Linked DNA regions of Mus musculus: regions 1, 2, 3, 4, 6 and 7 are each linked to region 5. Evidence: chromatin contacts called from public capture Hi-C and promoter capture Hi-C data. All regions are on one chromosome and are shown on one strand. Each heading gives the region's core, a stretch centred on a gene start, on an enhancer-like site or on the middle of the called end of the contact. The rest is flanking DNA. Distances are from core to core; before and after follow the strand shown. Region 1 holds the start of Uqcc1 (ubiquinol-cytochrome c reductase complex assembly factor 1). Region 2 holds the start of Chmp4b (charged multivesicular body protein 4B). Region 3 holds the start of E2f1 (E2F transcription factor 1). Region 4 holds the start of Mmp24 (matrix metallopeptidase 24). Region 5 holds the start of Dynlrb1 (dynein light chain roadblock-type 1). Region 6 holds the start of Eif6 (eukaryotic translation initiation factor 6). Region 7 holds the start of Cep250 (centrosomal protein 250).

Region 1 (3,023 bases), core at 253-2,752, 690 kb after region 5:
GTATCTGTCTTTAAAAATAATGTAGGGCTCAGCAGTAAACTCCTTACCTAGCATGCATAATAATTAACCCTCACTACACACACACACACACACACACACACACACACACACACACGAGCCGCTGCACATGTGCACACATAAATAATTTACAACAGGCCAGTGACCATTTTCCCCAGTCACCCTCAGAGCTCAATTCCACTTCTGCCTTAGTTAGCATCTGTAATTACTCCAGCAAATGAACCACTCTCTGGGTAACAGGCACATGCCTCTCAAACAAAACCTCTTGAGCAGCAACTGAAGAAGCAGTCTGCCAGGATGGCAAGGAATCTAAGTAGAATGCAGAGTGAACTGATGCAAAACACATGGACAACGCAAAAGACAGCCAGAGGCAGGAGTAATGTCTGCTATGTAAAACAGTGCCCTTGACCAAGTTCTGTAAATGCCTGACTTAAATTACAAACTGCCCATGTCTTCATGAGTAGGGACCAATTCCACTCTGTCATTTTCTTAACCCGTCCTAGAAGTCAGTAGTGACTCTAAAGAGGATTTAAGACCAGAGGATTTAAGACCAAATCTCAGGTGGGAATTGAACAGAGCTCCCCACGAGACTTAGAACCAGTCTAGAAGTCTTTCCTTCCTTCATTCAACAAGTGTTAGGTTGGGCCAAATACGCTGGGCAAAGAGAAAGCCACGGGGCAGTTTCTCCTGCAGCTTTTGCTCTAATAACTTGTGCATTCCACTGAACTATACAAGTAAAAATTCATTTAAAGTTTCTACAACAAACTAAACCTCAGAATCCAAAGGGGCCTGTAACAGAGAAATGTCCTTATTTTTCACATGGACCAGGGACCATCCAGTATCTTACTCAAGGTCACACTGCACAGTGACAGTCATGGACTGGACCCACCTCCCCCGGTCTTCCCCGCAACCCCCTATTCCAGTCAGTGCCCCACGTGTTTTTATCCTGAAGAACGATCCTCATTACATAAAGATCCGAGGCCACTACCTTCTAAAAAGGTGGAGTCAAGGCCAAAACAGGGGTAAGGAGAAGTGGAAAGGTGCTTCAGTTTCCCTGGGGAAAGGCGACCACGCAAAGGAGCTACAGCACAGGCTCCCCCATTTCTCCCCAGCTCCTCCCGCCCCGCCCTCTCCAAGCCCAACCTGGAGACGCGCGTGCGTCTCTAGAAAAGTACTCCTGCACTCACAAGGACTCGCACCAGCAACGCCATGTTCCTCCACAATCATTTCCGGGTGAAAGGTGGGCTTCCGGAATCCCGATTGTCACCACCCACTCAGCCGCTGTCCCCTTGCTAAAGGTAGTCAGGCTCTGGAGGCGGCGCAGGCGTAGTTTTCGCAACTGCGCACCCGCGGTTTTCCTGCCGTGGATCTGAATGAGGTTCCAGGACGCGAGACTCCTCGCCGGTCTTAAGTCGCTGCTGCGCGTCACAAGGGCTCACGTTCTTCCTCTACACACACCCCGGCCTGGCCTCTCACATCCCTCTCATCCTTCCGTTAACCCCTAACAGCCATTTCTTTCCTGACTCCGCCCCCAGGAGACCACAAGGCTCAGACTTCCCAATAGTTAAAAAAGAGGCCTGGGAGTCTGAGAACCTAAGGGCACAGTCCTGGAAAGCCAGAAAAGGAGGTGGTCAAGTACTGACCTGACGCTCGACAGAAGAGGAGCTTGAGGCTCGTGCTTGGCTGTAACACATCTTTGAATACTGACTGATAGGAAAGACTTAGTAAAGGAAGGCCAAGCATTGTGGCACACGCCTTTAACCCCAGTACTCAAGAGGCACAGACAGGCTGATCTCTGAGTTAGAAGACAGCCTTGTCCACAGAGTGAGTTCCAGGACAGCCAGGAGAAACCCTTGGCTCCAAAACAAAACAAACAAACAAACAAAGCAAAATTAGTAATTGAGGAGAAAGAAGGATGCGAGGAGTTGTCTGTGGCAATGGGCAAGTAGATTGTCTCAGTCAAAGAACGCTTACATCCCATGAGAAGTGGACAAGAGAAGACATTGCTGCTTCAGTGACTGACCAGGAGCCAGAGCTTAGAGGCTGAAGCACTTCCTGTCCACCAGTCAATAAAGACCTACTGAGTATTCAGTGTTCATTTAGCCTGCACTGGATACCAAAAAGGTGTGGACAACGCTGAGGAGCTTGTGAGTTAGTGGGGCAAGTACCGGTAGCGTAGGTCTGGGCAGACAACTCGTAAAAAAACAAAAACAAAAAAACCAACCAAACAAAAAAACACCTGATATGAAGGAAACAATAAATAGCTAATAAAAACAATATGGGTGATTACTTGGCCAGCTTAGCAGGATAAAGCCTATAGGAGAAACTGAGAGGTAAAGTGGGATTCAGGGTGATCTTTTGCCCCCTTCTTTCTCCCTTTTAAATAAAATTTGATGTAGCCCAGGCTGACCTCAGGCTCTATGTAGCTGAGGCTAGCCTTGAAATGCATTCATCTCCTGAGTGCCTATGATACTATGTCCAGCCTCTCAATTTTGGTTTGGTTTGGTTTGGTTTGCCTCTGTCTCCCAACTGCTACCACACCTGGCAAAATTCTGTATATTTATCGAGTTTCTGGTTTTTAAATGTTTGCGTGTGAAATGACTAAATTAACCTTGTGACAGAGTAAGACAATGGAGCAATTCCTCCGTCTTGTATTCTTGCTGAGGCCATTTCAGGTTTAATTAGAATTTGATCTCCTTGATGGAGACTCCTGTGGGAAATTACCCAACTCTATTCTAGGAACCCAAGGTCAGGATGCCCTAGTTAACCTGTCTTGGCTCCTGCTTGTGCCAACCTCCCCCTCCAGCTAACTGCTTACCCCAGCTTCTGTTAAACTGCTTGCTTATGTGAGGGACCCCTGCAGCTGCTGAGGAAATGCCAGGAAATGGGTTCTGCCTAAAAAAAAGAAAAGAAAAAAAAAAAAAAAAAAAAAAACATGCTCTGGGCTAGAAAGATGGCTCAGTGGTTAGGAGCACTGACTGCCTGAGTTGAATTCCCAGTAAACA
Region 2 (2,961 bases), core at 184-2,683, 580 kb before region 5:
ACAAAACCAAGAGTCCCAATGTAGGTTCAAATTCTTCCCCAGAGACGGATGCCAATTGTGTGGTAAGAGTATTTAAGTTAAATTTGAGTTTTCTAATATAATCCCCCCAAACATGACTTTCTATACTCCTAGAGTGTCTTACTATTATTGTGACCAAAGCAACTCGGGGAGGAAATGGTTTACTGAGCTTATACTTCCATATCATTGATCATCATGAAAGCAGGTCAGAACTCAAACAGACAGGAGGTTTTTTCTTTTTCTTTCTTTCTTTCTTTCTTTCTTTCTTTCTTTCTTTTTTTTTTTTCAGTGCCAGAAATACAATTACATTCAGGAGGTTTTTTCAAGTCAGGGTTTCTCTGTATAGCCCTGGCTGTCCTGGAACTCAGTCTGTAGACTAGGCTGGCCTATAACTCAGAAATCTACCTGCCTCTGCCTTTGCCTCTGGGATTAAAGGCATGTGCCACCACATGGCAGCCCTCTTATCTCAGCCTTTCAAAAGATGTGAGATTATAGGCATGAATTGCCAAGTCCTGTTTAAAACACACATCTTTATTTGAGTGCCTGTAGTCAGCTGGGCCCTTTATATTCCTATCTCACTTACAAACTCTTTTAAGAGGACTTGTGACAATTTCAAATTTACAGCTTTGGAAAGCAAGAGGAAGTAAGTATCTAAATGAATATTCGAGGCTGATTTTGAAGCTTTGCTGTTGAATTACACTGCCAAGGTGGTTAGTCTATTTTAGGTTTCAGAAGGTCTCTTAGGTGAATAAAGAGAATGACAGCTCATCCAAGTAGAGAGAACTGACCGGTCTGGTAAAGTAAGCTAGTTAGACAGCCAGTTTCCTGGGCTTGATTCACTGACATATAAATTAGGAACAGCACAGATCCAACACTTCAGAGGCAGAGACAGGCCAGCCTCTGATCCTTAGGAACTTCAAGGCCAGCTTAGGCTACATGAAAGTCTGGTTCCAAAACAGACACACAAAATAGGAACAGCATTATCTGTTGTAAACTGCTTTAAGAATCAAATGTGATTATGATTGTAAAGTACTATGTTCCAGAGATCATAGAAAATGAGTGATGTTGTTATCACTATTACTTCCCGTGCTGTGAATTAGGTCCAGGGTTCTATCACGGACCAGCACAACGAACCCCTCTTTTTGTAATAGTTATTTCTTCTCTTCCTGGTCTTTCATCTCTACGGAACACATTCCAAAGAGACTACATTTTCCAGCATGCCACATTGCCCTTTGACCTCTGCGAGACTAAAAAGATGCGCCATAGTACGCCAGGAGCCGGAAAACTCAGACTCCCGGCTTGCAGCGCGCGGTCCTCCCTTAGACTCGAGGGGCTGCGGGCGCGTGGTGCTCTGGGAGCTGTAGTCAGCGGCGCGTTGCCCTGACGCCGGCCGGGCCCGGGCGTGGGGGCCTGTGGGAGGTGGCGCGGCCGGGCCCAGCTGCGGGGCGGAGGTGGAGGCGAGGCCTGCGGCTGCGGGGAGCGGCAGGCCGGGAGTGGGCGCGGGAGCCGAGCCGAGCCGAGCCGAGCCGAGCCGGAGTGGGCGCCGGAGGCCGGCGCGGCGAGCAGCAACCATGTCGGTGTTCGGGAAGCTGTTCGGGGCTGGAGGGGGTAAGGCGGGCAAGGGCGGCCCGACCCCCCAGGAGGCCATCCAGCGGCTTCGGGACACGGAGGAGATGTTAAGCAAGAAGCAGGAGTTCCTGGAGAAGAAAATCGAACAGGAGCTGACGGCTGCCAAGAAGCACGGCACCAAAAATAAACGCGGTGAGACGGCTGGGGCCCCATCAGACTCTCCACTGGCTCTCCTAAGGCTCCCCAGGCCCGGACTCCACTTTGTCTAACTCGTTTCGGGGTCTCTCTCGACTCTGGAACTCTCCGGCCAGACTTCTTTCGTTGTCCAGCCGAGCCGGGGATCCCTTTCCATCTGACTCCTTCTGGGTCTCCTTGAGCCGGTTCACTTGCATCATCAGACTCCCTTCAAACTCTCCCTACCCTGGCAGGCCTCTTCTGACCCAGATCTCACAGCACTTTAACTTTGCTCAGTCTGTTCCACTCTGTTCCATTGTATTCTTTTCTCTTTGGCCTCACCCATCTTCCCAGCCACTGCCTCTACCCCCACCTTGGTTCATTTCTTTGCCCCACCCTATCATTTATGTGTTTCTTGGTCCACCTCTGTCCTCTCCTGAGCCCTTGGTGACGTCTGAGCTGCCTTCTGCCCCTGACTTAGGAGTCTTCTTGAGAAGCTTCCTTTATGGAGAAAAAAGAGAACTGGGGAGTGAAGAGACCCTCTGGGACCCGCTCTGTCTGTTCACTTGTTGAGTGTACTTGTTAAGTTTTGAGTTCCACATCCACCGGCTAGGAGCTGGCCACTGGAAGACCTAAGATGTCGATAACCCTGTGATTCTCAGAGCTTCCGTGTTGTAAGCCTTACCCTCTTGTGACTCACCACTTCCCCGTTCCTCCTGAACCAGAAATGACGAGGACTCTGCCTCTGTTGACCCAGTCCTGTTGTTGATTGGAACTTGAAAGCTTCTTTGCTTCCTGTCTAGGAATCGAAACTGTCTAGGAAGTACCTTGTAGTTTTCTTCAGTGAGATGGATGTGAAAATGTGTGAATGACTGTAAAGAAAGTCAAAATGCTCATGTGTGTTTTTGTTACAACAATGTGAGCATGAATCATAGCGTGACAGGTCACCCCTTGAGAGTGGGCCGAAGTTGAGAGATAGAGAGAGGTGGGGGGGGGGGGCTGGCTTAGGAATCATGCAAACAAGTATTTAACCCAGAAGGTTACCAGGGAAATTTCTTCCGGGACTGTGACCTTTAGTGGATTTATCCTCCTAAGAGTGTTTATAATATCCAGTACTAGTAGGGGCTTAACTAACATGGGAAACATTAGCTTGTTTTGTATCACAATGATAACCTATCTTGAGGGCTGCTCCTCTGCCAA
Region 3 (2,964 bases), core at 96-2,595, 670 kb before region 5:
AACAGCTTCTTCTCTGATACTGGGCCTTGCCCTCGCCCCTCCTGTCCACTCCACCCCTACAATGAAGATAGTGGCCCACTCACGGAGCTGGCCCCTGCTTAGATCCAAGTTCCACTCTCCTCGTACCCAGCTGCCTTTTCTAGGCCCCCTGCCTAAAGTGGTCTTGAGCTACTTGCTTAGAATCAGGAAGAGACTTTTATCCAGGGATCTCCCTCCCACGTCTTCTCTCTCCAGGAACTGGAGGCCCCTTCTCAGGGGCCCAGCCCACCCAGTCTTCCAGAGGCTCAGAGGTCTGTCCGCCTGATTAATAAAGTTCCATGGCAACCAGGAGCTGGAAGGGTGGCAGATGGAAGAACAGGCAAAGGAAGGGTTGCAGCAGCTGGCCCAGCACCCCGCCCCTGCAGAGAAGGCCTCCCAATCAAGAGGCCTATCCCCAGAGGCCTGGAAGGCCAGGCCTGCACCTGGCAGAGCTACTAAGGAGGATCTCCCGAAGATGTCTCTAACAGTCACCCTCTCTCACCTCCAACAAGCAACTGTGCGCACTCCCTAGCCATAGGTTCTGCAGCAAGCCAGCAGACATCAGTTCAAATATCAGCCCCACCATCTGCAGCTGCGTGAAGCACTTCCCCATCTCTGGGCCTCAGTTCCTCCCTCTGGCAGATGGGCACGTGACAACACCCAGCTCACACCAGAATTGGGAATTTGGTGCCAAAGCCTGAGCGTGCACTAAGCAAGCACCAGCTGGATACACGTGAGACACAATCATTAATGGTTCCGACGCTCCGGTGAAGACGCCGAGGCCCGGAGCGAGGCTCAGCAAACAGACAGGCAAGGCAGTCAGTCAATGCGCGCCCCGGGGCGGAGCCCCGAGGCCCAGCCCAGGCTCCGCGCCGCCCAGCGCAGCAGCCCGTCCCCTCCCCCGCCCGCGCCTAGGGTCCGTACCGGCGGGCGGCCGAGAGCCGGGCGCGGTGCACTAGGCGCGGGTCGGGGCGCCTGCGGCGTGGCGAAGAGCAGCACGTCAGAATCGCGAGGGCCAGTGGGCGGCGCGGCGGGGAGCTGCGGGGCGCCGACATCGGGCGCGGTGGAGATGATGACGATCTGCGAGGAGTCGAGCAGCCGCAACGCGCCCGCCCCGAGCAGGGCCTCCAGCGCTGGCGCGTGCTGGCCGCCCGCGGGGGCTACGGCCATGGCGCTCACGGCCCGCGTGGCCCGGGAGGCAGGCGGCGGCGGCGGCGCGGGCCCATGACTGGCAGGCCGCGGCGAGGGCTCGATCCCGCTCCGCCCCGGCCGCCGCTGCCTGCAAAGTCCGGGCCACTTTTACGCGCCAAATCCTTTTTGCCGCGAAAGAGCCACGCGCCGCCGAACGCCTCCTCCATTGGCCGGGGCGGCTGTGACGACGGAGGCTCCGATGGCGAGCATTGGTTGCGGCGTGCGGGGCAGGAGACGGAGGGTGGGACCAGGGGCGGGGTGGCCAATCCCGGGGCGGGGCGCGCGCAGGCTTTGTCCGGGCGGTGCCGGGCGCCTTCTCCCCTCTGCCTCTCGCCGTGCCCTGCAGGAGGCGTGGGCAATGGGCCCCGCCCCTTCACCGCCCACTCGATGGGTGGCGGGTCTGGCGAAGCGAACAAACTTCGTACTCGGTTCTGCACGTCCCGCAGTCTCCACATGACCCCCTAAACTCTCAACCTGTGGTCTCCACCCCCTCAGTTTACAGCCCAGAGACTGCCTCTTCAGGCTCACCTCCAAAGCTCGCTTCAGCCACATCTCCGGTCTTAAGATCCATTTATTCCATTAGTTCACATCATGCTTTCTTCCCTATCCTGTCACCCAGAAGCCAAGCCCAAGAGGGGAGCCAGGAAATGAGTAAGGGATGTGTGGCTTTGATCTCAGTGTCTTTTTACTGAAATTTCTTTCGTAGCCAGAGCCCAGTTAGCGTTCATTCATTTGGTCACTCCACAATGGCGCCTGCCTTTAATCCCAGCACTTGGGAGGCAGAGGCAGGCGGATCTTCCCAGTTCAGGTCATCCAGAACTACACAGTGAGACCCTGATCTCAAAAAAAAAAAAACGCCTGAGAGCGTTCACTGTCCCATCCTCAGTCCAGACCTTGACTCATGACTTAGTGAAAAGGAAAAAAAGGAAACACAGAAGCAGCAGATGTTTGCAATGTGAAGAGATTGGTCCATTAAAGTATCTCCTCTCATAGGGAGGTGCAGGGGCGAGGAGGGTGCGTATGGTGGTGCCTTTAATCCAGAGGTCCTCCATCAGCATTTCTGATTGCTGGGGTCAGCCCGTCTGATCAGCATTGTGGTCCTCTCTACTAGGCATCTTGCCAATACTGGGAATAGAAACATGAAAGGTTTAACAAGACCCACAAACTTCCTGTCCTTGGGGGTGGGGGAGATGACCACAAGAAGAGAGTAAGTAGCTGACAATATTCAAGTCCCCAGGTCCAGTGTAAGCTACAGGGAGCTCTCAAGCCGGGTTACTTTCTCCATGCTTCATGCTACTTAATCTTGGCCCCAACTCTGACCACATTACTCTGAGCTGGCTTAGCAGGGGCTGCTTCTCAGGCCCTTTCTGGGTATGAGAGAATTGGAGGCTGAGGGCAGAGGTGAGCAAGGACGCAATAAGGGGGCTGTGATGTTCCAGGGCCCAGAAACACCAAGGCACGGGTTAACTTTGAACCACCCCGGTTTGGCCAATTTAGAATCAATCCCCAGCCAGGCCGCCCTCTCCCCTTCTTGTTTTTTTTTTGGTTTGTTTTGATTGGGAGGGGTGGGTTTTTAGTTTGTGTTTAGAGACAGGGTCTCATCTGGCTCTGGTTGCCCTGGAACATCATTAAATCTGCCTGCTCCAGCCTCCAGTGCTGGAGTTGAATGGGTGGGGCCACAATGTCTGGTTTGCTCCGCCCCCCCCCCTTTTTCTTTAAAGCGATAGTATCTTGCTATGTAGTAGCTCAAACTGA
Region 4 (3,212 bases), core at 35-2,534, 540 kb after region 5:
CACCTCATCCTTTACCATCCTAGCAGACAAGATGTGCTTTGAGGCCAGAGCACTCCAGCTGCACCCTTATGAATCATGTATGTTTGGCAAACTTATCCAGAGCCTCCTCTTTATCCTAAAGTGGTTTACGATAACAACCTGTTTTCACGGAGCTTCTCACAGGACTTCGGGAGGAATAATTCAGTGACGGGCTTAGCCCGATGCCTGGGATGTAGTAGGCATTCAATAACTAGTAGCTGGTGTTGGGATCTGTGTGTCCTTTTATGGAGGCTCTCATCATGCTCTGCCTTGGGAGAGGACTAACACGGAACACTTATTAAATTCTGAGGCACGACGGTACACAGGAGTAGTGAGGGCAACATTTTATAAAACGGAGATGAGCCAGTGCTTGCACACAGGTCTGTGTATGTCCCTGTTCCACACCTCCAAACTACCAAACAACCACAACGTACACATTATCTCTGTAGATCTCTGTAGTCACCCCATAGGGACCCACAGACACCACACACACACACACACACTGCCCCGACCCTCCCCCTTGTTTAATTCCAGCCTTTCCTCCAGAGCATTGGTAGAGCCCCACTGTCTCCTACATACCTACCTCCGGCCTCCCTAAGCCGGGACCCCTGGAATCCTTTCTGATACTTGGTATCCTGTTTGTCTCAGTGCTTACGGTTTCTCACTAGGTGTAACCTTCTACACCTTGGCCCAGGAGCCTCCCTTTTCACTTTAGTAGCCCCAGAAGCCCAGGGCACTGCTGGTGTTCCATAGAAGGTGTTCCACAAATGTGGGACATTCAGGGGGTGGGTGATCCCTCTCCCTCTGAGGGGTAAAGGAGCGAACTTCCCAGAGGGGTCTCCCGACCCCAGTGAAGCACTGCCCAGGTTTGCTCTTCTTGGTTCTCAGCACCACCCCTCTTAAGCCCCCGAAACCCTTTCTCCGATGTCAAGCATTTTTGAGCTCGTTTTCTTCCAAACCCGGCGGTCTCCCCAGACCCCTTTTCTCCAGTGTTAAGCCTCAGCCCTTCTCCCCCAGGGCTAGCCTGGGGTTACAGACCCGGGGCCCGGCCAGCCGCCCTAGGGCCAGAATTATTTATCTGGCCTCTTCACCCTCCCTCAGGGTTGCCCTCTTTGCACCCGGGGCCTGGAGCGAGCGCCTCCCGCAGCCCCGCCGCTGCCGCCTCCCGCAGGTCCCGTTCGGGCGCTGCCCCCGCGCCCCCGGCCGCCCCTCGCCGGGGCGGGGCGCGCGGAGGCGGGGGCGCGCGGCGGCCGAGGCGGCGGCGGCAGGCGGGCCAGGCGCGCGTCCGCGGCGCCGTGACTCGGCGGCTCCGCAGCGGCTGCAGCGGGAGGACCCGGCCGGAGCCGCCGCCGCCGCCGCCGCCATCGCAGCCGGGCGGCCGGGCCCCCGCCGCCGGGATGCCGAGGAGCCGGGGCGGCCGCGCTGCGCCGGGCCAGGCCTCGCGCTGGAGCGGCTGGCGGGCCCCGGGGCGGCTGCTGCCGCTGCTGCCCGCGCTCTGCTGCCTCGCGGCGGCGGCGGGGGCCGGGAAGCCGGCCGGGGCGGACGCGCCCTTCGCTGGGCAGGTGGGCAGGCGCGCGGGGTCGAGGCCGGGGCCGGGGCTGGGCAGGGGGCGGCACCGACCGGGCCTGGTTCGGGGTGCCTGGCGCCGGGTCAGCGCGAGGGCCGGGCGGGGCCCGCGGGCCGGGCTCCGTTCAGCACCGCGGACAGAGGCAGCGGGCGGGGGCGGAGCGGAGGGTCGAGGTGGCCGCGGTGACGGTGGGGCGTGTGGCCTGCAAGGCTGTGTGTGAGGGAAACCGTACGCCTCGGAGTAAATAGTAAGCGCAGCCAGTGTGTTGTGGGCTGGAGGAGAAGCCGAGGATGTTGGAGCTGGAGAAGGGGGAGGGAAGAGGGCGAGGAAGGACCGGATCGCGGTCTTGGTAGCTGAAGGGCCGTCGGGATAGGCGAGATCAGCGTGGCCCCACCGGGCAGAGCTGAGGCCAACGGACCGTGGGGGGTGGGGGATTACAAGAAGGCACATTTCGGCCCAAGGCAGGAAGTTTTTAACAATTGGAGGTGCTCAGCCAGCCCAGGAGGCGGTGAGCTGCTCATCACTGGCATGTGCAAGTAGGAGCTCCAAGAGGGGATTGGATGGATGCATGCATAATGCCTGCATGGATACATGCATAATAACAACCGTGCACTATGGGCCAGACTTGGCGCTATGTTTGATAGGAATTAGCTTATTTAACCCCAGCATGTATCCTGTGAGCTTGTTGTAGCACCTGTCCCCATTTTACAGATGAGGATAGAGACCCTGAGAGCTTAAGCAATTCGCTCAAGGTCACAGAGCTAGTGGTTTGACTCTAGTCTGTTTCATGTTTAAGCCAGGACATTATGTCGTATAAGGTCCGGGACAGTTGTACTAATTTTGTTGCTGTCTCCCAGCCTAGAAGCCTGCAATTCTAAAAAAAAAAAAAAAAAATAATGTTGAACCAGTGTTAACGTTGCTGGAGGAAATTGGTGATTGCCTGAATTATCCCGAGAGAAGTGTGTTTGTTAAGTAGACAGGCTGTTTAGAAGAATCTGCCAGAACAGCAGTTTTTAACTGGGCAAGGGACTCAAGGGATCATAAATTCTCTGAAATTTTCTGCTAATTTGTGTTTATATGTGAAAAATGTGTGTTTTTCTAGAAGGGAAGCTCCCGATTTCCTCAGCCTCTCCAAAGATGACATGTTTAAAGAAAATTTAGGATGTGTGAAAGAATCCTTTGCCGAGCTAATAGTCTGCCTCTTCAGGGTTTATAATCATTAGCTGACTTTCAATGAAAACTTTCTCTAGTTTGTGCTTTTAGCTCTATCAAAGTGACGTGGTTCATGGCTTTTCACCGTAGCAAAAGCAGGATTCTTCCAGACTTCCTGAGTGTGTGCAGGGTGAAGCAGAAGGGTCTGCCCTGGGGTTTAGTATGTGTGGGCTCTCACCTGATCTTACCCCTGGCGGCTTTGTGACTTTGATCTCTCACCATCTCTGAAGATGGAGCTGAATGAGCTCAATTTGGAGACCTTTTTATGTCTGTGGTATTTTGCACATTAGGAGAATACAGTTTGCTTAGATGTGTCAGGATTTGAAGGGAAGGTTATGTTTACACAGCACTTGTCCATACCAACCTTACAGGCTTCCATTATCCCACCTCTCCCACCCTTCTCCATTCCCAGCCT
Region 5 (3,018 bases), core at 493-2,992:
ATTAGGCTGCCATCAAACTTACAGAAATCCTGAATGCTGGTGTTAAAGGCATGTACTAATGGCCCTTTAAAAAGCTATTTTGAGGAAATTTTAGAGTTGCCTGCACTTTTAAAATCTAGCTTTCTCCAGCATTGCCCCAGCTGATCTGGTACAGTTATCGAAACTAACAAAGTAGTGTGGTAGCACCTTAATTACACCCCCTACTCAGAGTCCACTGTTCTCATTGTGGCCATTCATCATCTTTCATGACCTTGAGATTTTGTTTTGTTGGGGGTTGCTTATGTTTCTGCTTTGGAGACAAGCATCCATCTGTGAAGCTCAAGCTGGCCTAGAACCTGCTATCCTGCTTCAGCCTTCCAGGTGCTGAGATTACAGCTGTGTGCCAACCAGACCTGATTGACTTTGAGATCCTCCTCAGCCCAGTACATCCTTTTGGAGAGAGTGCTGTTCAATGCCATGGAGCAGTGGTTCTCAACATGTGGGTGGGTCATGACCCCTTTGGGGTAGCATATCAGATATCCTGAATATCAGATATTTATATTACAACTCATAACAGTAACAAAATTAGTCATGAAGTAGCTACGAAATCATTGTATGGTTGGGGGTCACCACAACCTGAGGAACTGAATTAAAAGGTCAGAGTATGCCGGGCGTGGTGGCGCACGCCTTTAATCACAGCACTCCGGAGGCAGAGGCAGGTGGATTTCTGAGTTCGAGGCCAGCCTGGTCTACAAAGTGAGGTCCAGGACAGCCAGGGCTATACAGAGAAACCCTGTCTCGAAAAACAAAAATAAATAAATAAATAAATAAATAAAAATCAGAGTATTAGGAGGGTTGAAGACGATTGCCTTAGAGAATATCCCTCAATATGGGTTTAATTTTCTTAAGATTGGATTTTAGTGGCAAATGCCAGGGAGGTCATGTTCCCTTAGTCCATCATACTAGGTGCACAGGACATCAATACAGATACCGTTATCCTTGGTCTGATTTAGTGATGCCTGCTGCACTCTTAATGCAAACCTCACTGAGGAAAAGGTACTTGCCATGAAACTCTGGAAGCAGATCATCAGGCTTGGTGTCAGCAAGTCCCATTGCGGGAAGAAACGTTCGTGAAGAAAGTGGAGGTGCCAATCACACAGTGAGGCTATTGAAGTAAGCTATGCGACTTTCCTGCGACAAAGGTTCGTTACATGCCAGTGTTTTAAGCTAGGTTTTCTGCTAGAAACCCGGATATTTTTCATAGCCTGCAAGAGTACACAATGACCAGAGGACAAGACAGGTCTTTGGGAGAACTGGTCCTCTAAAGAGGTGAGAAACTGGCAGGGCAAAGAAGTAAAAAAAAAAAAAAAAAAAAAAAAGTTTCTTTCAAGAAACACAGGCATGCGGTGGAGCTCGCGACCCCACATCTTACACGCCCAGGACAGCCTTGACTAATTCATCCCAGAGCTTGTTCATGAGATGCCCAACCTCGGGGCTGCCCATGTCCTCAGCTCATTTAGGTTCCTGCTCTCTGCCTCAATCTGGGCCAAAGGGAATTAGTTCAGCAACAGTTGGCCTCAGCCCAGGGACCTGGATTGAATACTGAAAACACGCCAAGACATGACAACTCGTCCTCACCGATGGAGAGGAAATTCTCCACAGCAGCTTCCTTCTTTCCCAAAGGGTTGAGTCCTTGCTTCGTTGACTCCCGTCAGCCCGCCCATCACTGCTGGCTCCTGATAGGCTGCTCGATCTGTCCGTCTCCACAAAGGACTGTGCGCAGGCTCAGAAGGGCGGGGAACGCGGCTAAGTGTTGGCGATTCGGAGCTGCAGGATCCGTCCGAGATGGTGAGTGTCCACCCAAGGCGGCGGTAGCGGGCTGCGGCCACCCGGCGTGACCATCCCCCGGTAGGGGTTCTGGTCGTTGGGCGTCGCCCCGCGGGACCCGGGGATGCGGGCCTTTAGTCCCAGCCGAGGCGGAGCGACCGGAAGCTGGTCTGTGAGGGGTCGCCCCGGAGGCCCGCCCTCCGGCTCGAGTACAGTTTTGCTTTTTGGTCAGTGTTGGGAGACCCCGGCCGGGCTGCGACGTTTTCTGAAGTCCGGCATATGGCAGGCACCCTGGGCGTAAGCGCTTACGTGCATGGCCTTTCCTCCTCCGCTCTGGGAAGTAGGTACGGCCATTAGGGCCATCTTCACACTTGGAATCCTAAGGCAGCGATCCCCGGGATTCGAACTCTGCAGGCTTGACTGCTGCCTGTGGGTTCAGTTTGGCGTTGGGGTCAGGTACCGGCGAGGTCCACCCCACGGGGGTCAGGGTGGTGCTTTCAACCCTCACAAGTGTACAGAATTTATAAGGCCTTTTCCGTCGTTAAACCAAACCTCAGAATTTTATTTACAACGGATGCACGCTTGCAATTCCAGCTCTGGGAAGGCGAAGGCAAAAGCAAAAGGATTTGAAGTTGGAGGGCAGCTTAGGATATAAAACGCCCAAGCTATTTTTGTTTTTAAAGTTAAATATTTTATGTATATAAGTAGTGTTTTGCTTGTATGTATTGTTAAGTGTTCCTGCTGCTAAAGAAGGGTTTCGTGGGCACTCCACGGAAGCCCAGGAACCACACAGCTCTGAGGGGAGAAGGTGTCCCATGGAAGGGCATACTGAGACACGGGGCCAGGAAGCACACAACTCTGAGAGGAAGTCTCCTCAACAGCAGGGAGGGTATCCCCAGCTGAGCCGGGTAGTTCAGGAGTCTCATTGCAGGGACAAATCCAGGGTGTGGAGGGATGAATCCTGGGGTGGCTGTCTCTGCTCTGGGAAGTGGGCAGCAGGACACCAAACAAAGAAGAAGTCTTAAGTAGGATTTCTTAGGTGGCAGAGCTTCTCAGGGCAGAGATTTCCAGAGTGAGAATTGGTTGGGATTTGGGGGAGCTCTGGGATTGGTAGGTTTTCCTGTCCAGGCATTGGTGGGGTTTTTTTGCCCCCCTTTTCCTTCATCAGGACCATTGAGCTAGGATGGGAAGGCCTTCCCAACTGCAGGCAGC
Region 6 (3,180 bases), core at 108-2,607, 590 kb after region 5:
AGGCGGATTTCTGAGTTCAAGGCCAGCCTGGTCTACAAAGTGAGTTCCAGGACAGCCAGGGCCATACAGAGAAACCCTGTCTCGAAAAAAACAAAAAAAAAACAAACAAAAAAAGAAATTGTAAGAATTAAATGCAGCTGAACAGGGTGACCTGGGACCTTAGTTATTTCCTGAGGGAGAAACTGATGCTCAAAAACAAGAAGCAACTTGTTCATATTCAGAGGCAGGAGAGAGATGCAAATCCTCTCCTCCGCCCTTAGGTGTGGGACTCTGTAAGTCACATAGTTCCGAGCGACAACCCATGCTTTCCAGTATCCCTGTGAAGGAAAAACGAGACCAAGAATGATAGCCAGCACTTAATGGTATTTCGCTCCGGCTACTCTCAAGTCTGAGAGACAGTGTTCTTGATCTGCAGTTCGAGTCCCACACACCCGTCAGATTCCAAAGTCCACTGGGCCCGAAAGCCTGGGAATCCCCCGATCACTGGGGGTAAGCTCCAGGAAACTAATGACTCAGAGTGCTTCGCTGTGTCCCTCGGCGTCTTCCACCCGCCTTACCCACACACATGCGCCCGATGATTCGGCAGCCGGCGATGGATGCGTGCACCACGGGAATGGCATCGGAGAGCTCACCCTCGAACACACTGTAGAAACACGGATTCGCTGCTTACTGGGGTGGGTCGCTCTTTTCAGACCTCTCGCTCTCCGCCTCCCTTCCCTTCCCGCCCCGGCGGCTCGGGACCAGAAGCTCTCGCCTCACCTATAGAAGTTCTCTGAGCCTCCGATGGCCACCAGGCAGTAGGCGTTTGTGAGTTTGGCAAAACAACCGACCTCACAGTTGTTCTCGAACGACGCTCTGACCGCCATGAGAGAGGCTGGGGGGCAGCACGACTGCGGGTTCTGGGCCGACAGATCCACTCCGGAGCCGGGTCAACCAGCCTCGCCTCCTCAAACCCCGCCCTCTCGGGCCCCTCAGATGCCCGGGCGTGCGGACGGATCCCTCCTGGCTCTCCTGCCCCAAGTCCTCTCGCCCTGCGACCCGGAACTGACTTTTGCCGCCCAGAGTCCCAACAGCTCACCAAGCGACTCCAATGTCTACACGCTGCAACAACTTCTCCCGTAACTAGCTTTCCGTTTCCGCCTCCTCCCAGGCCCGCTTCCGGGAGCGCGCAGGAGCCGGGCGGAGCTGCTGGTCACTCTAGCCCCACCCTTTGGGAGGACTCGATGGTTACTAGGTGACTCCGCCCGACCCCGCCTCCTGCACGTTTTCTTGCTTTAGGTTTTTGGCTTCACCTCCTAGTGGGTCTTTTTAGAAGGAATAATCAATCAAACCTGAGGCTGGGCAAATGAAAAGATGAGGAAATGAGGAACCGGTGTTGTCTGGTTGGAGCTGGATTGATTGGAGGGCTTTATTTACCGAGTAAGGACGGGAAAAGGGCGGATTTGAGAAAGAGGATAATCACACCCCGGCCACGCGGACGGAAGTGGGAATCTGGACCAGTGGCAAGGGTCAAGGGTTGAAGATTGAAATTTGGCATAGAGATCAACCAAGAGACCAGGATAAAGTGGTTGGAGGAGGCATAAGAACCATAGGCTGAAGAAGACAATGGAGACGGGGAAATGTGTTACGGAGAGATTGGAGGAGAAAGGGTTCTAGGGTAAGCAAAGATCTGAGAGCTGACTTGCTTCCTTGATGTGTTTATCACGCAGTTTATCACCCCATCAGCAGCCCTGGGGATAGTGGTATGGCCCATTTTCATAGAATAAACTTGTCTCAACTAGTGTAGAATATACAAAAGTCCCCAGGGTGTCTCAGAATGCCACAGTGGAAGGTAAAAGGAGCAGAGAATCACTTACCGCAGACTGTCTTATGCCATTCATTCTTCTCCAAGAAGATCTGATCTGAAAGGGGCATAAATGGCGCGGCGCCCTTTCCCCAGCCCCATCATACAGTCCCATAACCGAGAACACATCAGATTGCTACGGGGTCTAGCCACAATTGCCTTTATTGATTAGTACCATGCACAGTCTCCTGCAGGTGCTAAGTTCAGGAGAAAGACCCATGACCAGCTGCAGCCCGAGCTTCCAGAGACATTCAGCAAGGTGGTCTGTGTGTTTGTGTCTAAGTGTTCAACTACGTGCTCTGCTTATCTCCCCCAGCTCACCCCAGATCCGCTCATTGAGCCCCACACCACTCTCTGGCTTACTCTACCAAGAACTCTTAACTCTCCTCCACCTGGCTCTCCCCCTGTCCTTCAAGACCAGCCTCCAAGTCAGCCTCTCTCTGATAAGCTTTGTCGATCGCTCTACTATCTCCATGACCCTCTGTCCCTAATACAGTTTTCATCTAATACATCTGTCTTGTTCTCTGAGGTTTGTGCTTTTAAGCTTCAGCCCTCAGAATCTGCATCTAAGTAGCCTTTCGGCTCTAGGGAATGTTCAGGGTGAGGTTGTGAGCACAGCTTGGTGCAGAGTTAGGATGAAGAGTCATATGTGTATTTATAGTTTCTGAGTCTCAGGGGGGCTCTGCAGTGTGTACTAGAAGCTTGAATTTTCTGTGGCCATTCATTTAGGCAGACCATATTGATTATGTACCTGCAACAGAAGTTTTATTTTTGAGTTAATCAGAGAGCTCTGTATACTCGCTCTATGCATCTATGGGTGTACCTAGTCATTGTTCTCTGTGTACTGTACGGGCATCTGAAACATCCTTGTAGTGTCCATGTTTTATGTACATAGAAACACAGGAACTGCAGATTCTATGTGTTGTGTCTGGGCAAACAAAATTCAGATTTAGAGCCAGAGGACAATGGACTGGCAGAATTCCCTAACCTGTCACTTGATTGGATCTTCCTCCAAATTAACCATCCAAGCTCTGGACTTCAGTGCCCATTCTTATAAAATGGGAAGAATATCAATCGTCTGTTCTCTTTGGCCTCTGTGACAGAAGCAAGATGTCAAAAATGAGCATCATCCTTTGGAAGGCATCACAATAAGGCACAAACCTCGGCGCTGCCTCTGTGGCTCTAAGGCGACCACCTTCAGAAGTTGACCTGTGGAGAATGTGGCTGTCCTACCAAGTGTAAGAGGAAGTATAACGGGAGCGCCAAGGCCAAGAGACCAAACACTACTGGGGACTGGGCGGTCAGGAACATAAATTTGTCTGTCACAGATTCAGACT
Region 7 (2,981 bases), core at 302-2,801, 720 kb after region 5:
TGTTTTGTATCAGATGGCCTTGTACTGTGTGCTAGAGTCACAGATGCCCAAGAAGGACTCTGTCTCGTGTAGTTCCCATAGTGCATAATCATCTGGGGTATTTGCAAGAATGCAGATTCCTGGCTTCACCTTTGGTCTACTGAGTCTTCAGGAATTGAATCGAAGTGTCAAGTCCCACCTCGTGTCTTGGTATATACTGAGATGATTCATTTCTTTGTTTTTGCTTATTTGTTTGTTTTGTCTCTACTAAAATTATAACCAACTGGGAATCAAATAAAAATTTAATGCTGGCCTGGAGAGATGGCTCAGGGGTTATATAGCAGTGACTGCTTTTCCAGAGGTCCTGAGTTCAATTCTCAGCAACCTCATGGTGCTCACAACCATCTGTAATGGGATCGGACGCCCTCTTCTGGTGTGTCTGAAGACAGCTACAGTGTACTAATATAAATGAATAAAAAATTCACACACACACAAAAGAAAGAAAGAAAGAAAGAAAGAAAGAAAGAAAGAAAGAAAGAAAGAAAGAAAGAAAGAAAGAAAGAAAGAAGGGAGGGAGGGAGGGAGGAAGAAAGAAAGGAGGGAGGGAGGGAGGAAGAAAGAAAGAAAGAAGGGGAAGAAGGAAGGGAGGGAGGGAGGGAGGGAGGGAGGGAGGGAGGGAGGGAGGAAGGAAGGAAGGAAGGAAGGAAGGAAGAAAGAAAGAAAGAAAGAAAGAAAGAAAGAAAGAAAGAAAGAAAGAAAGAAAGAGAGAAAGAGAGAAAGAGAGAAAGAGAGAAAGAGAGAAAGAGAGAAAGAGAAAGAAAAGCCGGGCAGTGGTGGCGCACGCCTTTAATCCCAGCACTTGGGAGGCAGAGGCGGGCGGATCTCTGAGTTTGAGGCCAGCCTGGTCTACAGAGTGAGTTCCAGGACAGCCAGGGCTACACAGAGAAACCCTGACTCGAAAAACCAAAATAAATAAATAAATAAATGAAAAAAATCAATGCTAAGAAAATGCGTCAATAATGATTGTACAATATATTATCAAAATAACTCCCCGTTCCTAGCGGAACGCAGTCAAGTAGCGGTAGTCATAACCGGACAAAGTAGCCAACGACACAGTTGTTTGCGAATGTTCTGTTTCCTGGGGCTGCGTGGAGGATCAGTAAAGATCTAAAGCTGAGACATTCGTTTGCCCAGATTTAACTGGAGCTAGGTGCTTTCACCCAGTTACTGTACTTGGCTTTGTTGGTGAGACAGTGCGCAGGTGCACCGAGACCTTGGCTACACGCATGCGCAGTACTTAACTCTGAAGCCACAGGCGGGAGCTTACGGGCGAGTGTTTCTTCTCCACCTCAGAACGTTCAGTGCTAGAATTCAGAGACGGTGACTGTCTTTACTTTTGGAGAGCGACCTTGGTCTCACTATATCCCCCCCTTTCCTTTTGGGCTTCTCTAGTAAGTTGGCTGCCAGTACTTAATATGGCGAGAGGTTTGCAGCGGCGCACTCATTCCCGGCGCTCGGCTGGACTGGGCTGGGCGGTTCCCCACGAAAGGGCGGGAGTTTGACGGGCGGGGCCTGGCCTCCAGACTGAGGGCGGCCCCAGGCCGGGCCTGCAGGTTGCTGCAGCGGCCTCGGTAGCTGCGGAGCGCTTCGGGATCCCCGGGAACCGACTCTGGTGAGGTGGGCAGGGGCAGGCGGGAGGCGCTGAGCGTAACGGTCCGAGGTCCAGGGCCTGGGCGCCCGCGGGGATGTCGCCTGGACAGCGGCTTCCTGTATCCCGGGAGGCACCCCGGGCCCAGAGAGGGGCTGGGACCTGTCCCAGTGGTCGGGGCCTGCCTGCCTCAGTTTCCTGCTGCAGCCGCCGCCCAGAGAACCTCACACTCGGGTGGCCCACTGTCGTAGCCCGGAGCTGACGGGATGAGATGCTGCGCGCCCTGCGGATCACGCTCCGTGCACCCGGGAGTTTTGCAGCGCCCTGTGCTCATACGGCTTTGCATGTGATCTTCCCCTGAAAGTCCGCTCTCAGCCCACTGCCCCATTATCAGAACTTTGATTTTTCAGAACTCAAAGATCACTTCTTTAAAAATCTTTCTTGAGGCCTGCTCCAGGCTCAACTGATCAGATTCTTGCCTTTTGCGAACTTTGCCCAAGTCAGTGTTCTGCCACTCTTTCTTGTTCTGGGCTTGTTAGAAATCATGTCCTTTTTTTTCAACTCTTATGCCCTATGATGACTACTAGTAACTAAAAAAAAGTTACTGAATAGTCGAAAGATGACAGCTCTATTAAATGCATTACCTACAAAGGCCCCTTTAATCCATGCAGCGATCTATGGTGTGCGTTCTGTATATTCACGTTTTATGCACGAAGAAACAAGCACTTATAAATCAAGTTTCACAATGAGCTAGAACCCCCTACGAATATTATGACTTAACTAGATTGCCTTTAGTTTGCTGTTTATACGTTAGCCTGTAAGATATGGAGGTCAGGGTTGCAACTCACGTTTCAATAAAAGGGCTGCTTTTTTTTTTAACCCAGCGTCTTATGCAGCCAGTCAGTGTTGAGATTTCAGGCCTGTGAGTCTAGGCTGGGCCCTGAGAAAGCTTATGAAGTAGGATTGATAATATTACCAAATCGATAGTTTTCTTAACAAAAATCAAGGCCAGCTCTGCACTGTCTTACTGGTACATCTACACCCTGTGCTGCAGGAACATATTGTCACATTTTGCTCAAATTACCTCAGAAAGCTTCAGGTGTGGATGTCATTAATTCATTCCCCTTAGGAAATGCTCTGCAGTGCTGTGAGTTTTATATTTTTTGATTTTGGCAGCTAATGAAATGAGAATAGAATTTGGAATTGAATTAGACTTTGATTTCCGCTTTGCTACTAACCAGTTGCGCCTGGTGGACACGTGAAGGCTATAGAGGACGTTGTGGAGATGTCTTTAGCCTTCGTGTGGGTTAGAATCATTAGGCCAACTCCTTACCTGTGGAACCATGCTCCCATG

Evidence for each region. Promoter capture Hi-C pulls out the DNA fragments that hold promoters and counts their contacts. Capture Hi-C pulls out chosen DNA fragments and counts their contacts.
Region 1: a promoter capture Hi-C map of adipose tissue shows a contact between it and region 5. The contact joins the promoter of Uqcc1 here to the promoter of Dynlrb1 in region 5. A contact is called at or near these places in 2 of 115 datasets of contacts at active chromatin or transcription factors (bone marrow-derived macrophages and embryonic forebrain) and 1 of 9 other capture datasets (adipose tissue).
Region 2: a contact with region 5 is called in a promoter capture Hi-C map of liver, with 2.7 times the contacts expected there. The contact joins the promoter of Chmp4b here to the promoter of Dynlrb1 in region 5. A contact is called at or near these places in 10 of 39 promoter capture datasets (the C10 cell line, cranial neural crest, frontonasal cranial neural crest and 6 more) and 2 of 115 datasets of contacts at active chromatin or transcription factors (large pre-B cells and memory CD8 T cells).
Region 3: a contact with region 5 is called in a promoter capture Hi-C map of erythroid cells, with 10 times the contacts expected there. The contact joins the promoter of E2f1 here to the promoter of Dynlrb1 in region 5.
Region 4: a promoter capture Hi-C map of hippocampal neurons shows a contact between it and region 5, with 2.3 times the contacts expected there. The contact joins the promoter of Mmp24 here to the promoter of Dynlrb1 in region 5. A contact is called at or near these places in 7 of 39 promoter capture datasets (the HPC-7 cell line, HPC-7-derived erythroid cells, embryonic stem cells and 4 more), 2 of 484 Hi-C or Micro-C datasets (both in cortical neurons), 6 of 115 datasets of contacts at active chromatin or transcription factors (the 230-238 cell line, astrocytes, embryonic forebrain and 2 more) and 1 of 9 other capture datasets (embryonic stem cells).
Region 6: a contact with region 5 is called in a capture Hi-C map of macrophages, with 3 times the contacts expected there. The contact joins the promoter of Eif6 here to the promoter of Dynlrb1 in region 5. A contact is called at or near these places in 1 of 115 datasets of contacts at active chromatin or transcription factors (memory CD8 T cells) and 2 of 9 other capture datasets (adipose tissue and macrophages).
Region 7: a promoter capture Hi-C map of adipose tissue shows a contact between it and region 5, with 2.5 times the contacts expected there. The contact joins the promoter of Cep250 here to the promoter of Dynlrb1 in region 5. A contact is called at or near these places in 1 of 39 promoter capture datasets (liver) and 2 of 9 other capture datasets (adipose tissue and liver).

The regions. Positions count from the first base shown.
Region 1 is chr2:155,928,808-155,931,830 of GRCm38.p6, forward strand. Uqcc1 (ubiquinol-cytochrome c reductase complex assembly factor 1) reads right to left here and starts at 1,503. Exons shown (of 10, transcript NM_018888.4): 1 at 1,206-1,503. The coding sequence starts at 1,229.
Region 2 is chr2:154,655,593-154,658,553 of GRCm38.p6, forward strand. Chmp4b (charged multivesicular body protein 4B) reads left to right here and starts at 1,434. Exons shown (of 5, transcript NM_029362.3): 1 at 1,434-1,779. The coding sequence starts at 1,590.
Region 3 is chr2:154,568,547-154,571,510 of GRCm38.p6, forward strand. It overlaps E2f1 (E2F transcription factor 1), which reads right to left and starts at 1,346. Exons shown (of 7, transcript NM_007891.5): 1 at 943-1,346. The coding sequence starts at 1,188.
Region 4 is chr2:155,774,058-155,777,269 of GRCm38.p6, forward strand. It overlaps Mmp24 (matrix metallopeptidase 24), which reads left to right and starts at 1,285. Exons shown (of 9, transcript NM_010808.4): 1 at 1,285-1,580. The coding sequence starts at 1,416.
Region 5 is chr2:155,234,791-155,237,808 of GRCm38.p6, forward strand. Dynlrb1 (dynein light chain roadblock-type 1) reads left to right here and starts at 1,743. Exons shown (of 4, transcript NM_025947.3): 1 at 1,743-1,827. The coding sequence starts at 1,825. It overlaps Gm52565 (a long non-coding RNA gene), which reads right to left and starts at 1,713. Exons shown (of 2, transcript XR_003954076.1): 1 at 1,618-1,713.
Region 6 is chr2:155,825,568-155,828,747 of GRCm38.p6, forward strand. Eif6 (eukaryotic translation initiation factor 6) reads right to left here and starts at 1,358. Exons shown (of 6, transcript NM_010579.2): 1 at 760-1,358; 2 at 558-643. The coding sequence starts at 866.
Region 7 is chr2:155,955,007-155,957,987 of GRCm38.p6, forward strand. It overlaps Cep250 (centrosomal protein 250), which reads left to right and starts at 1,552. Exons shown (of 33, transcript NM_001130000.1): 1 at 1,552-1,651.